Regions from separate parts of the Sus scrofa genome. Here region 2 is linked to region 1. The links are chromatin contacts, called in public Hi-C maps. All regions are on one chromosome and are shown on one strand. The core of a region is the stretch at or near the end of the contact, and the rest is flanking DNA. Distances in the headings are between cores, read along the strand shown.

Evidence for each region. A called contact is a pair of places that touch in the nucleus more often than the background predicts.
Region 2: a contact with region 1 is called in a Hi-C map of subcutaneous adipose tissue, with 3 times the contacts expected there. The contact joins two enhancer-like sites. A contact is called at or near these places in 1 of 5 promoter capture datasets (liver) and 18 of 47 Hi-C or Micro-C datasets (alveolar macrophages, embryonic fibroblasts, epiblast stem cells and 10 more).

The regions. Positions count from the first base shown.
Region 1 is chr18:20,054,099-20,061,145 of Sscrofa11.1, reverse strand. It overlaps RBM28 (RNA-binding protein 28), which reads right to left. Exons shown (of 19, transcript XM_021078708.1): 11 at 6,911-6,984; 12 at 6,033-6,168; 13 at 4,985-5,049; 14 at 2,621-2,779. Among named protein-coding and RNA genes, the nearest start is that of TRNAE-UUC, 13 kb to the right of the region's middle. Within about 2 kb of position 5,490, at least 11 of the 83 cell types and tissues checked have an H3K27ac peak or open chromatin away from gene starts, as enhancers often do. A contact at or near this core is called in retroperitoneal adipose tissue and subcutaneous adipose tissue, where this site is marked.
Region 2 is chr18:20,213,066-20,220,149 of Sscrofa11.1, reverse strand. No RefSeq gene overlaps it. Among named protein-coding and RNA genes, the nearest start is that of MIR129B, 59 kb to the right of the region's middle. Within about 2 kb of position 5,754, at least 7 of the 83 cell types and tissues checked have an H3K27ac peak or open chromatin away from gene starts, as enhancers often do. A contact at or near this core is called in retroperitoneal adipose tissue and subcutaneous adipose tissue, where this site is marked.

The DNA.
Region 1 (7,047 bases), core at 4,241-6,740:
AAATCAGAAAGACAATTCAGGGAGTTCCTGCTATGGAATAGCAGGTTAAGGATCCAGTGTTATCACTGCAGCAGTTCAGATCACTGCTGCAGTGCGGGTTCAGTCCCTGGCCTGGGAACTTCCACATGCCGCAGGTGCAGCAGAAAGGAAGGAAGGAAGGAAGAAAAAGACAGACAGACAGATCAGGCATGGGGACGATGCTGCCCAACATACAGCCTCAGGAAGAAGCTTTAGCTGCCTTTGCTCAAAGCTCAGCTCCTCTCTGATGTGACTTCCCCCGAAATCCTTAAGCTGTGAGAGGCATCCTGGAGCACCCAGGAACAGTAGGATATTTGGGAAAAACAGATCGTTTACATGTTTTTATTCCTGGAAGCTAAAGTTGTCAGATAAAGTAGATATTGGAGACGCTTGGATGCTGCATTTGGTCCATGCCCATGTCTTCTCTGTGCCTAGAACTGTGCCATATGCTCTAGGCACATCAAGAAAAGCATAAAATGAGGCCCTTATCCTCAAGAGGCTTACTGTCTTACTGAGATATTATACTTCCACATTTGAAAGGATGAAAGAGAAAATTCAACATAATGCAAATAATGTAAAACACATGTACATTTCTTTAAAAGATGACACATTTTAAATGGGCAGACCCTAAGTACTGTGGGTGTTGATGAGAGATTACACAACTGACCCCTCTGCCAGTAACATTTTGAACAGTTTTATTGAAAGTGGTATCAGCCGTGTGCTGATATTGTTCAGTCTCTCCTGTAATTCCCTAAACACCAGTACCATACGTTCTAAGAGACTTTCCAGGAGTAGGAAAACAGCTTATGCTGACGAATCAGAGCAAAGCAGATTCATAATACATATATATATATGTGTGTGTGAGACTGGGTCACTTTGCTGTACAGCAGAAAACTGACAGAACATTATAAACCAACTGTAATAGAAAACAATAAAAATCATTATAAAATTAAAAAAGAGAGAGAGAAAACTATGTCTCAATTACTATGCCAGGAACTGAGAACAATGAGCTAACACCTGCTCTCAAAGAGCTCGGTCTGGCTGGGAGCAAAGACTGACAGATAATTATAGGACAGTGTGGCAGTAGATGCTATGACAGAGGTATGCACACAGTGCTATGGGCACAGAGCAGAGGTTTCTGTACTCACTCAGAGCCTAACCAAGTCTTAGTGTAAGGAAGTTCCTATCATGGCTCAATGGTTAATGAACCTGAATAGAATCCATGAGGACGTGGGATCGATCCCTGGCCTCGCTCAGTGGGTTAAGGATCTGGCATAGCTGTGGCGTAGATCGCAGATGCAGCTTGGATCCCACGTTGCTGTGGCTGTGACATAGGCGGGCAGCGACAGTTCTGATTCGACCCCTAGCCTGGGAACCTCCGTATGTGGTGGATGTGGCCCTAAAAAGACAAAAGAACAACAACAACAACAAAGTCTTAGTGTGAAACCAGAGTTTGTCCAACACAACTACTGAAGACCCAGGTGGCTCCCTGTGCTCACTGCAGGGCATTGAACCCTCTTACTACTGGGGAAGAGTCTAAATGGTAGAGATATGCTCTTCTAAAGAGCAAAGCACAGGAGTTCCCGTCGTGGCACAGTGGAAATGAATCCGACTAGTGGCCATGAGGTTGTGGGTTCGATCCCTGGCCTTGCTCAGTGGGTTAAGGATCTGGCGTTGCTGTGAGCTGTGGTGTAGGTTGTGTGGCTTTGGAAAGCAAAGAGAAAAAAAAAAAAAAAAAAAGCAAAGCACACAGATTATTTTCTCTGCAAGAAAATTAACATTACAGTACCTGGTATGCTAAGAACACAGCAGGTACCCAAAAAATGCTTGCTAAATTAATTCACGACGGCAGAGACTCCCCCACATTCTGCTACAATTTTATCAGCTGTGAAAGGTAGTTCTTAAAATACGGAAATACATTTTTTTTTTTAAGTCAAAACACCATGAACAGAGTTTCCTGGTGGCTCGGTGGGTTAAGGATCTAGCATTGTCACTGCTATGGGTCAAATAACTGCTGTGGCATGGGTTTGGTTCCTGGCCAGGGAACTTCTGCATGCCATGGGTGTGGCCAAAAGAAAAATAAAAAAGAAAACTGGGAGTTCCCGTCGTGGCGCAGTGGTTAACGAATCCGACTAGGAACCATGAGGTTGCGGGTTCGATCCCTGCCCTTGCTCAGTGGGTTAACGATCCGGCGTTGCCGTGAGCTGTGGTGTAGGTTGCAGACGCGGCTCGGATCCCGCGTTGCTGTGGCTCTGGCGTAGGCCGGTGGCTACAGCTCCGATTCAACCCCTAGCCTGGGAACCTCCATATGCCGCGGGAGTGGCCCAAGAAATAGCAACAATAACAACAACAACAACAAAGACAAAAAAAAAAAAGAAAAGAAAACTGGCGAACTCAGCTTGTCTGCTGACAATGTGTCCAAAAGAAAATCTGTTGATCTGCTAGCAGCATAGCCTGAACTACACTTGCTCTGACCCAGGATGAGAACGGAAGTTCCGAGGCATAGTAATTGAGACATAGTTTTCTCTCTTTTTAAAAAATTTTATAATGATTTTTATAAAATTTAACAAAATTTTATAATGATTTTTAAAAAATTTCTCACCTCCTTGATGCGCACTCCCTTCTCCCCTCTTGTGGAACTCAGCAGCAGCTTTCTGAGCTGCTTGTCATCCACGGCCTTTGGGAGATTATGCAGGCACAGCCTGGTCCGGGAGACAAAGATATTCTGGTCCTTGAGTTTCTGATGCTTCAGCAGCTCAAACTGAAAGAACAATCAATTGTTAAATACATTACAATCCAATCCCTTTACAAATAAAAGCTCATAATTCCAACAGCAAAGAATCATAACCTATCCAATAACATATAGGAGAAAGGAGGGAAATCAACCCCTCTGCTGCTTTCTGATGCCCAGTACAGGGAAAGAAAGGTTCATGGAGCCAAGACGGTGGGCAAGTGATTAGATAGACCATGGGCTCTGGAGTCAGACTGAATTAGAAATTCAACCCTAACTGGAGAAGTCACATGAAACCATTTAAGCCTCAATAACTTCACCCGCAGAGCAGAACTATAGATCAAAATATAGTATCAATCTCTGAGTGAGGCCAAAATGAGGTAATATGCACAAAATCCCAATTTCAAACTTGGCCCAGAGCAAATAACAAAAAATATTGTGGTTAACATCTATGTCAAGCCCTTACCTACCCACCAACTCTTAACTAATTGTTTAGTCCTTCCAAAAGAAAATGGAATTTATTTAAATACTTGAAAGAATGTTGCCTTGTCTCAACTCTGCCACCTTTAGGCAAAAAAAGTCAATGGCCATAGCAACAAATTCTGCTTGTTAGAGGCTCAACTATGCTACACAAAGCACAAGTCCCAGGCAATCTGTCTCTAAAGTGAAAGGATGACTTTCTTCTCCTGACTTGTTTGTTAAAATTAGATCAGTAGAGAAAAGTTTTAAATTTTTTCTCTTATCAAGTCTTATTCCTGCTGCTTCATGTTTGGTGAAGGTCCTAAAAAAATCACAAAAATAAACACTCTGGAAACAAGTATTTTACGGGACTTTTTTTTTTTTTTAAAGGCCGAGCCCACAGCGTACAGAAGTTCCTGGGCCGGGGACTGAATCTGAGCCACAGCTCAACGTACGCCACAGCTGTGGCAATGCCGGATCCTTTAACCCACTGAGCTGGGCCAGGGACTGAACCTATGCCGATGCAACCACTCAAGTTGCTGCGGTCAGATTCTTAACGTGCTTCGCCACGGCAGGAACGCTCTTAAAGGGCTAAATGAAGAGGCTATCACCCCTAAACTCAACAGCGTGACTTTTCTCTCAGGAAAGGCTGTGCCTACTGGGATTTAAAAGGTATACAGTGAGTTTTTTGCTAGAAAAATCCATTTTAAGGGAAAATTAAATGTGTCACCATCACATTGTGGTCAGAAAAGGGGATACAATGCCCCCCAAAATCATATTCCCAGATGCTCACTCCAAAAAAATTCAAGAACACTATCTAGAAACTACCCAGTAAAGACATGCTGCCCTTGCTGTCACTATAGTCTCATCTCTGTCCACCGTCTTCTGCACTTTCAGGTTATATAGCTAATCCTGTCAATGACTATGAATCTTTACCACTCTAGACTGGCTTAGCTTTTTAAATATAAGCTATAAAGGCAAAAGTAAAAATTCCTGGAATAGACATTACCAAGCAGCAAAGGATCTCAATAGTATCAGTTATCAGTGGAAATGCCACAATATAGTTTTCCTAAAATGATTTTATAATCTGGAGATACCACACTGCCCCCCCCAAAAAAATCAGGCATCTTCACTCTCTCAAGACCCGTATCTACACAGAATTAGCTCATTTCCTAACTCTAGCCCATTCTGATATTCTTTATATTATTCTGCATTTATATTGATACCTAATTACATACAGCTCAAGTTTCCCATGATCTAGAAGCAGACTATTTAGCAAACATTTACTACTGAGTGTAAGGAAAATAATCACATGTAATGCTGCCATATTATGTACAATGCTAGGCTACTTGCTGTTTTAGCTGGGTGCTTAATCTCTTTTTTCTTTTTTTGTCTTTTTGAGGACTGCACCTGTGGCATATGGAGGTTCCCAGGCTAGGGGTCTAACTGGAGCTGTAGCCGATGGTCTACGCCAGAGCCACAGCAACGCAGGATCTGAGCCACCTCTGTGACCTACACCACAGCTCACGGCAACCGGATCCTTAACCCACTGAGCAAGGGCAGGGATCGAACCCGCAACCTCATGGTTCCTAGTCGGATTCATTCCTGCTGCGCCACGACGGGAACTGCTGGGTGCTTATTTTCTAACAATAGTGTAGGGAGCACCTCTGACCGATACCTGGCTCTTTGATGAGCACTTCCTACATTCAGTTATTCTCATTGATTGATTTATATGAAGTCACGCAGAACCTAAAGGCTGGTGCCTAATCTACTCACTCGTTCTCTTTTGGCCATATCAGCAGCACTCACACCCTCTGCAGCCTTCGTCCCAGCACGAATCACTGCAGAAAGAGGGAAAAAGGCCAAGACATCAGCAAGGGACTTTTCACTGAGCAATAAGAGGAATGTGATTTGAATGATGCAAGCTCTTTGTACAGGGCCCAGAGGACTATGCTGGCCAGGACATAGTGGCATCTGGGTAGGGCCAGAAATAGGCTACAGGGCTAAGTTCTTGTCTGTGAGTTGCTCTCAAGGACTAAAACTCTGAACATTTTGTGATTTTGTTCCTCTTTCCTCTCCTTCCCCTCAAAAAATTTCATGAATATGCCTAGGCGGAAAGGACTAGAGGAAGTTCTGGAAATGAGTGCAGTTCAGGCATTTGGAATGCAAAACATGTTCTACCTATAAGCCATCCTTGGAATTTCACTGCTCATGTATTTGGCAGCCATTCTCAGTGGTGAGATAAGCGAACCTAGAAAACGGCCACATCGCAACACTGGGCCTAGTCTCAAAGGCCAACAGCCTCCCACTTCCTAGTCCAGGCTGTGCAGCTGTGCAGCAGATGGCACTACTGTGTGACCAAGAGGAAGGAATTCTTCTCTTTTCTTAAAGCTAATTTCTGATTATCTTTCTGACATGAAGGGAAAGGTATTCATTGCATAATTAAAATCCATGAATAATCCAAAAGAGTAATTTTAGTCTTAATTTTCAACTCCCTCACAAAAGCTATCAGAAATGATGACAAGAGGCAAAGGTAATCTGAGTTCTTCTTCCCTCTTTGCCCTGCTAATCCTCTGATGGAAAGGTCCAAAGGCAAGCAGGCAGAAAGAAGAACAGGACTGGGCCATCCCCAAACTGGGTGAAGGCTTCCTAAGAGAAAGCCCCATCTGCTAAAGTGGAATTACAATATATCACTGTTAAAGAGGCCATAGGGTTTTTATTTTTAGCTGGAAACATGCCCCAAACGTACTGTTGCTGGGGTCACTGTCACAGCAAGGGGCCAGCTACTCAGAAGCCTGGTTCATGTCTCCCTGCCACTACTCACAGCCTTCTCGGGCCAGATAGAGGTTCCGAGTTCCCGTCGGCTTCTTCACCTTCTTTGTCCGGAGCTTTGCAGCCTCATCACGGGTCACTGCCAAGTCAACCTTGAGCTGACGGCCATCCAGTTTGAGCCCACCACCCTGTAAGATTGCAACCTTCCTCTTAAAACCCACAATGAGTAACAAGGAACACCAAGGAAAGGGAAAACAGCAAACCCCAATTATGCTGTGGAACCCAAACCCCAAGATGTTTTAGCCCAGCTGGCTGCAAGGGATCACTGAGCCTAATGGTATAGAGTTCAGCTGTGCGAAGGCCACGTGTTCGTTTATTTTAAAATGAACAAAGTAGGCCTAAATTGAGGGAAATGATCTATAAACAGGCGAATTTTTGGTAGTCTAAAGAAAACTAATGAAATGGTAGTGTTTACTCAGGAGAATTTAAGAGACCATGGCAATACAGGGTAGCTTAAATTATACCTGGTTAAAGAATAGACAGAAAAATTCTCCATCATTTACACACTTTCTCAAACATTTGCTCCACTTCACAGATGGACTTAACCCCTCCTTGTCCCAGTCTTTCATGTCATCAGCCGAGGGTAGAGACTGAGATACACAGAGTGATCCATAAATAATTATTATATCTGCTTCCTACCAAAAACCAGGGACAGTGATTGTACTCAACATACACCCATGGGGCTAATGTGAGGATTAAACAAGGTAATGTGTGTAAACATCAGTGCCTAACACACTAAGGGCTCAAAAAGTGTTAGCTTTATTATTATTACATCATTGACAATAGTAACAAAAGCTTTGTGTAAACCTCAGATGTTCCCCCGGAGCCACAGTTGCCTAAGTTACAGGGTAAAGGAAATGTCTTCCTTACCTCAGTCTCTGGAGAAGCAGCTTCAAGGCACTTCTGAGCTGCTTCTTGAGTCATAAATTGGGCAAATGCACAACCTGCACAGACAGACAAAACTAAGTGAGATCCCAAACTCCCATGGCCCACCAGGAAGCCCAGTG
Region 2 (7,084 bases), core at 4,505-7,004, 160 kb before region 1:
TGAGGTAAGAAGCAAGGACATCCATGGGTTAGGAGTGAGGAAATGTTGGAGTTCCCTAGTGGCTCAGTGGGTTAAGGATCTGGCATTGTCATTGCTGTGGCTCAGGTCACTGCTGTGACGTAGGTTCGATCCCTGGCCCAGGAACTTCCACACGTAGGAGGGGCAGGTAAGAGCAAGGAAATGTTGGAAATTTGAGGACAGGAGAGGAACGAAGATGTGATCTGTTCAGCTGGAGACGGAGAGTGACGTGCACAGGCAAACCGAGAAGGAATGCCGGGAACTAGGGAGCCCCTTTATGCGGGGCAGATACATGGTTTGCAACGATTTCCCTGCAATCTGTGGCTTATCCTTTTAATAAGGGCTTTTAATTTCAGTAAGGTCCAATTGGTCCGTTGTTCCTTTATGGTTCCTCCTGTGGGGGTCAAGCCTAAGAAGTTTTTTTTTTTTTTGCCAAGCCCTAGATCCTGAAGATTTTCTCCCACCTTTTTCCTAAAAGATTTATAGTTTTTACCTTTTACAATTCAATCTGTGATCTGAGTGAATTTTTGCATGAGATGTGAGACTCAGCTCCAATTTCGTTTTTAGGTCTAGACGAGCCCAATTACCCTAGCGCCATTTGTTGAAAAGGTAATTTTTCCCCCATCGAGTTGCTTTCACACATTTGTAAAAAAAATCAGCCCAGTATCTCTGTGTTGGGTCTATTTTTGGATTCCCTCTTCTGTCGCATTGATCTCTGTGTCTATCCCTTTGGCAATACTGTGCAGTATTGATTACTTTAGTACCTTAATATCAGGTAGGGTGATTCCTCCCAATTTATTATTCTTTTTCAAGATTGTTTTAGCTATTCTAGGGCTTGTGTGCTTCCATAGACACTTTAGAATAAGTTTGTCTATGTCTGCAAAAAAACCCCACTGGGATTAAAATAGAAATTGCATTAAACCTATGGGCCGTTTGGGGAGAACTGACATCTTCACTTTGTTGAGTGTTTCTTTTTTTTTTGTCTTTTTGCCATTTCCAGGGCTGCTCCTACGGCACATGGAGGTTCCAGGCTAGGGGCCTAATCAGAGCTGTAGCTGCCGGCCTATACCAGAGCCACAGCAGCTTGGGATCCGAGCCACATCTGCAGCCTACACCTCAGCTCATGGCAACGCCAGATCCTTAACCCACTGAGGGAGGCCAGGAATCGAACCTGCACCTTCATGGATGCTAGTCAGATTCTTTTCCCGCTGAGCCATGATGGAAACTCCCTAATATGCCTTCTGTCTCTATGGATTTGCCTTTTCTACATATTTCATATAAGCAGAATCATACAACACGAGGCCTTTTGGGTTTGGCTTCTTTCACTCGGCATGTTTCCAGGGCTCATGCATGTCGTAGCAGGTATTAAGTACTGCATTCTTTTTCATGAGTGAAAAGATAGACCATTGTGTAGACAGAACACATCTTGTTTTTCCAGTCATCAATTGAGGGACCTTTTGGTTGCTTCTACTTTGGGATATTATAAATAATAGGAACGGCTGCTATGAACATTCACATACAAGTTTTTGTGTGGACATTAATTTTCTTGAGTTATATATCTGGGAGGAGAATTGCTGAGTCATACACTAATTTTACTTTTAACTATTTGAGGAACTACCAAATTATTTCCACAGTGACTTTAACCATTTTATATTTCCATTAGCAATGTGTAAATGTTTCAATTTCTCCACATCCTCACCAACACCTGTTCTTTTATTTTTTATTTTTATTATTTTAAAACATTTAAAAAATATTTTGCCTTTTTCGGGCCACACCTGTGGCATATGGAAGTTCCCAGGCTAGGGGTCGAACTGGAGCTGCGGCTGCTGGCCTACACCACAGCCACAGCAACGCAGGATCCGAGACACATCTGTGACCTATACCACAGCTCATGGCAATGCCAGATCCTTAACCCACTGATCGAAGCAGAGATTGAATCTGCATCCTCATGGATACTAGCAGGGTTTGTTAACGGCTGAACCATGATGGGAACTCCCTCTTTTCTTTTTTAATCATAGGCATCTTAGTGGGTGTGAAGTGGTATCTCATCGTGTTTTGATTCTATTTCCCCAGTGACTAAGGATGTTGAGCTTCTTTTTATGTGTTTGTTGGCCATTTGTATATCTTCTTTTCAGAAATGTCTGTCTGACTCCTTTACCCATGTTATATTGGGTTGCCTTTTTGTTGTTGAATGGTAGTAAGAGTTTTTAATGCATTTTGTGTATTAGATCTTTTTCAGACTAATGATTTGCAAACATTTGCTTCCATTCTACAAGTCTTTTTCCTTTGATGCACCAAAGTTTTAATTTTGATGAAGGCCATTGTATCTATCTTTGTTGTTAATTGCTTGTATTTTTAGTGTCATAGCTAAGAAATCATTGCCAAACTCAGTCATGAAGATTTACCTTTATGTTTCCTTCCAAGGGTTTTATAGTTTCACCTCTTAACATTTAGTTCTTTGCTCATTATCAGTTAATTTTTGTATCTGGTATGAGATAAAGGTACATTTTTTTTTTTGGCTTGTAGATTTTTAGTTCTCCCAACACCATTTGCTGAAGAGATGGTTCTTGTCTTCCCATTGAATGGCCTTGGCACTCTTGTCAAAATCAATTGACCATTGACGTACGGATTTATTTCTGGACTCCCAATTCTATTCCATTGGTCTATATGTCTATCTTTATGCCAACACCAAGCTGTTTTGATTATTGTAGCTTTGTTCTAAGTTTTGAGACCAAAAGTCTGAATCTTCCAACATTTTTGTTCTTGTTCAAGATTGTTTGGCTTTTGGGGAGTCTCTTAGATGAATTTTAAGATTGACTTTCCCATTTCTTCTGAAAAAGGCCATTGGGATTTTGACAGCAATTTTATTAAATCTGAAGACCACTTGAGGAGTATGGTCATCTTAATAGTTGATATTAAGTCTTCCAACCCATGGATACGGATGTCTTTCCCTTTATTCAGGTCTGTGATTAGTCCATGCCAGACTTCCCTAGCCTTAGCCATTTCACACTCAGTCTTACGGGCAGCTTCTGCTTTCCCTCCACATAGACTGTCAAAGATCTTTTCTTTTTACTGCTTGAATTTTCACTTCACTTTTTCATTCTTTTTGAAATCCTACTAATTTTATTAGGAATTCATTTGCATTAAAAGATTTGGTCTGCTTAGAAAAAAAATTTAACTATACAAGAAGGGTTTGTAGGAGTTCCTGTTGAGGCACAGTGGAAACGAATCTGACTAGGAACTATCAGGTTGCGGGTTCGATCCCTGGCCTTGCTCAGTGGATTAAGGATCCGGTGTGGCTGTGAGCTGTGGTGTAGGTGGAAGACATGGCTCAGATCCTGCATTGCTGGGGCTGTGGTGTAGGCTGGCAGCTACAGCTCTGATTAGATCCCTAGCCTGGGAGCCTCCATATGCCACTGATGCAGCCCTAAAAAGACAAAAAGGCAAAAAAAAAAAAAAAAAAAAAAAAAAAAAGAGAGAGAGTAGGGGTTGTCAGTTATTACAGTTTAATGTGAACTTGTTGAACCTTCAAATCAATGTCTCCCGCCTTGAGGAAGAAGAGTTGGATTGATGGAGTGGGAAGGAAATGTGTTGGAGAACAGAGGGTCCCAGGTGGGCATTTGGGGTGAATAAGGATGCTGGCATGGCTGCCTCTCTCTCTTCCCTCTGAATGCTTCTCTCCCCTGGGCCAGAGCTTAAGTTAGTTCTGAAAGTCTATTCCTTTATAAGTCCTACAGACTTTTCAGGGTCATATGTAAAACTGTTCACATGGAGAAAATACACTCTGAATTCCAAAAAAGGACCAACCAACATATAAAGCAGTGGGAAGTCTCTCCTTATTACCACACTCATCACACTCCCGGATGTGGGAGGAAGGCTCCAGGGCTATAACTGCTGACTTTTCAACATCCCTCTACCTACCTCTCCTCCTGGGTGGGAGCTCTTCCCAGCCCAGGAGCAAGGAGGCGAGGCTGCCTCCCTTTGGGCTTCAGTTCATCTTTTTCTTCTCAGATGGAGCCGAATCCTGCAATTTAGGGTTGGTTATCAAGAAAGGTGACATTTTACTGCTTCATCTTTTTTTCCTGTCTTATTTTTCAGTTTCTTTAGGATGGAATCAAAGAAGAGAGGTGCTATTTATCAGACCCTCTCAACATCTTGTGAAGATTGCTGGTTTTCAGGGTCCCAGTCGACCCTGGAGCAGATTTACTAGTAAGGGAGTGGTAAAAAAAAAAAACAAAAAACAAACCCTTTTTTCCTGCTTCTTAAAAGTATGGCTCTTCAAGGACCCAGACATCACTAAAGTGAGTCGAAAATGTGTTCACATAATCATTTATTCATACACCTCATCAGTGGAAGATTGGCTGTTTCCACCTGTTCACACAGGAATTTTTATTATTTGCAAAGATCCCTTCTCTGGGCATTTCTGGACGCACCAAGGAGTGTCCTGAACTGATTACGAAATCAGTCTTCACCATCACTTGTCCTTGCTCTGAATCCAGCCGCAGCCCTCCCCGGCGGCTGCCTTTGCTGCTTCTCTCTCAGCCAGACAAGCGGCCCCATCCCCACTGTCCCTGCTGGTGGCACCAGGGTTCTGTGGCTGCTGGCTTGACCGCTGTGCAGAGCAGCCTCTGGGCTGAGCTGCCGCAGCTGGTGCTAGGGACCCCCTACTCCCACCCTACAGAGACCCAGGGAGGCTCTCTGGGTGAGAGGAGATGGCTCCTTCCGGGGTACATTGAGTCAGGTCAAGGTGGCTTGGGTTTTGAGGAGTTAGAGTCAGTGAACAATTCATCCCAAAGCCCCAGGCCTCTCCAGGGTACAGTCACCCTCCCAGGACGGATAAAGCAAGGTAAATTCTAGGACCTGCTGCCACATGGCTCCCTCCTGGTGCTATCAGCCATGGCTGATCTGGCTGGCTGGGTGAAACCCCCTTCTCTCTTAGAGAGACCTGTGTAAGGGCCCCCTGGTGATCTCTGCTTATGGCATCTCATCCAGCACCCCCTCCACCGAGCCCGTAGATGGTGGCAGTGCTTCGTAGTCCCCGGCCCCCATTGCACACAGGTCAGGGTAATTTGCTTTAGAAGGTGTCTCAGCCCTCAAGTAAATGTGGCAGCAAACAGATGCTGGGGGTGAGGTGGGAAATGCCTACCAAGGGGGTCCTCCTAACCAGAGCTTTGCCAGCTTCCCTGATTATCCTCAGTGTGAGTCTTAAAAGGCAGATGAGAGAGAATATGGATGAGAAAGTGGGTCCCTCAAAGCAGGAGCCTCATTTGGGGCTCGTGTTTGCAAAAGCCCCCATCTTCAGAGGCGACACATGCTTCTTCTGGAACCTCCTCAAGTCAAGAGTGGACAGTGAGATGTCTCTTCTGGCATGAGGGGTCTGGGTGGGCCATGCACCATAGGGCCTCTGTTTCCACCTCCCTGCCTGCAGCGACTGGAGCCCAGGAGGGTGGGCTGGAAGCTGAGTTTGAAGGAGGAAGAGGGTCCATTCATAGCAGCTATGGGGTGTGCCACCGCTTTCCCGGGTGGGCTGAGGCGACAAGGCATTTGGAGCGTAGGGAGGAACCTTGGAGAACCCAAGGGGCCGGCGGATTGGGCCACGCTGTCGCCCCCAGCCCTCCCCTGGCTTAGACGGAGCCTCACTCTGCCCCTAATGAGCTGCCCTAGGTCCCAGGTCTTTGGGGCCCCGGCGGCCCCGCGCAGGGCCCCGAGGATCCACGAGGGGGCGCGCGAGCCCAGTGTCTGTGAGCGGCGGGCGGGGAGGCGGCGAGAGGCCTGCAGAGTCGACCCTATTCCGGTCCGGCCCGGCCCCGTGAGTCCGTGCCAACCACGCGCCTCGGGAGGATGGGCTTTACCTCGGGAGCACAGCAGGCCCTTAACAAGTTTGTGTTGAGTGAATGAGCCATAAACCCAATTACACTGAGAATTGCGAGCTTTAACTTGCTCTATCCTACTTACTCCGTCCCCAGACATTCCCGCCTTAAAAGAAGCCCGCTGCAAGGGGGCAGTGCCAGCCTAGACGGCCTTATGCAGTCAATTTGGGGAAGAAATGACTGAAGAGGTGAAGTGAGATGGGATGGCGGGGTGGGAGTGGGGATGGCGGGGGGTGGGGTGGGGTGGGGGTGGGGCCTGGGAGCAGCTTTCCCACCAGCCCCGTGTTACCTGTTTCTGCTAAAAGGCCAACTAGGAGGGACCCAGACCCTACGGAATATCGGAATGCCCTGGCTTCCTGGCAGTGTTTCAGGTGAAGGACCGCAAGCCAGGGCCAGAGGCAAAGTGAGTTGGCGCCAGGGCGGGGCAGTTTTTCAAGCCTTCCAGGGACTCTCCTTCCCTGGACACACCTTGCGTTACTCAGGGTGGGCCTTTTCTGGCTGCTCATCCCTCTGTGGGGTCTTGGGCATCACTTCTTCGGGAGAGTCCTTTTTTTTTTTTTTAATTTTTTTAAATGATTTTTTTTTCCATTATAGCTGGTTTTGTCAATTTTCTGCTATGCTTCGGGAGAGTCCTTAACCAGCTCTCCCTGATGCCCAGTCTGGGGTAGGGCCCCTCTTCTGCTGCGATGACAGTGCAGGGTGGGGAGTCCTACAGAGCCAGGTTCAAATCCTTGTTAACGGCTGGGTTATTTGGAGCAAGTTGCTACACAGAGAAATGGGACCTGCCGCAAGAGTAGCCGTGAGATGCTCTAGGACCTTCGAGCAGAAACTGGCACATCTCCACCCACGTCAGCTGGGGCTGCTATGGTACCTTTTCTTTGTAGCAGGGTAGGTCACTGTCTTGTCACCAGTGGGTGTAAGCCCTTCAGGGGCAGAGGTCGTTTTACTCATGGGGAGCAGTGCCCTGCACCCAGTGTGCCAGGTTCAGCATATGCTTACTGGGGACCACCTGCATATGTCCTACCTGGGACTAGGCTGACCTGAGCAAGACCTCTCACAGCTCCTGCCCTGTCCCCTCCCCCAGAGGCTCTCCGTGTCCCTGCTGAGGTCCTAGAATGACCCCTTGCTTCTCCCCCTCTCTGCCCCGAGCCAGCTGCACAGCCTACAGTCCAGCAGCTCCTCTGTGTGCCCAGCCT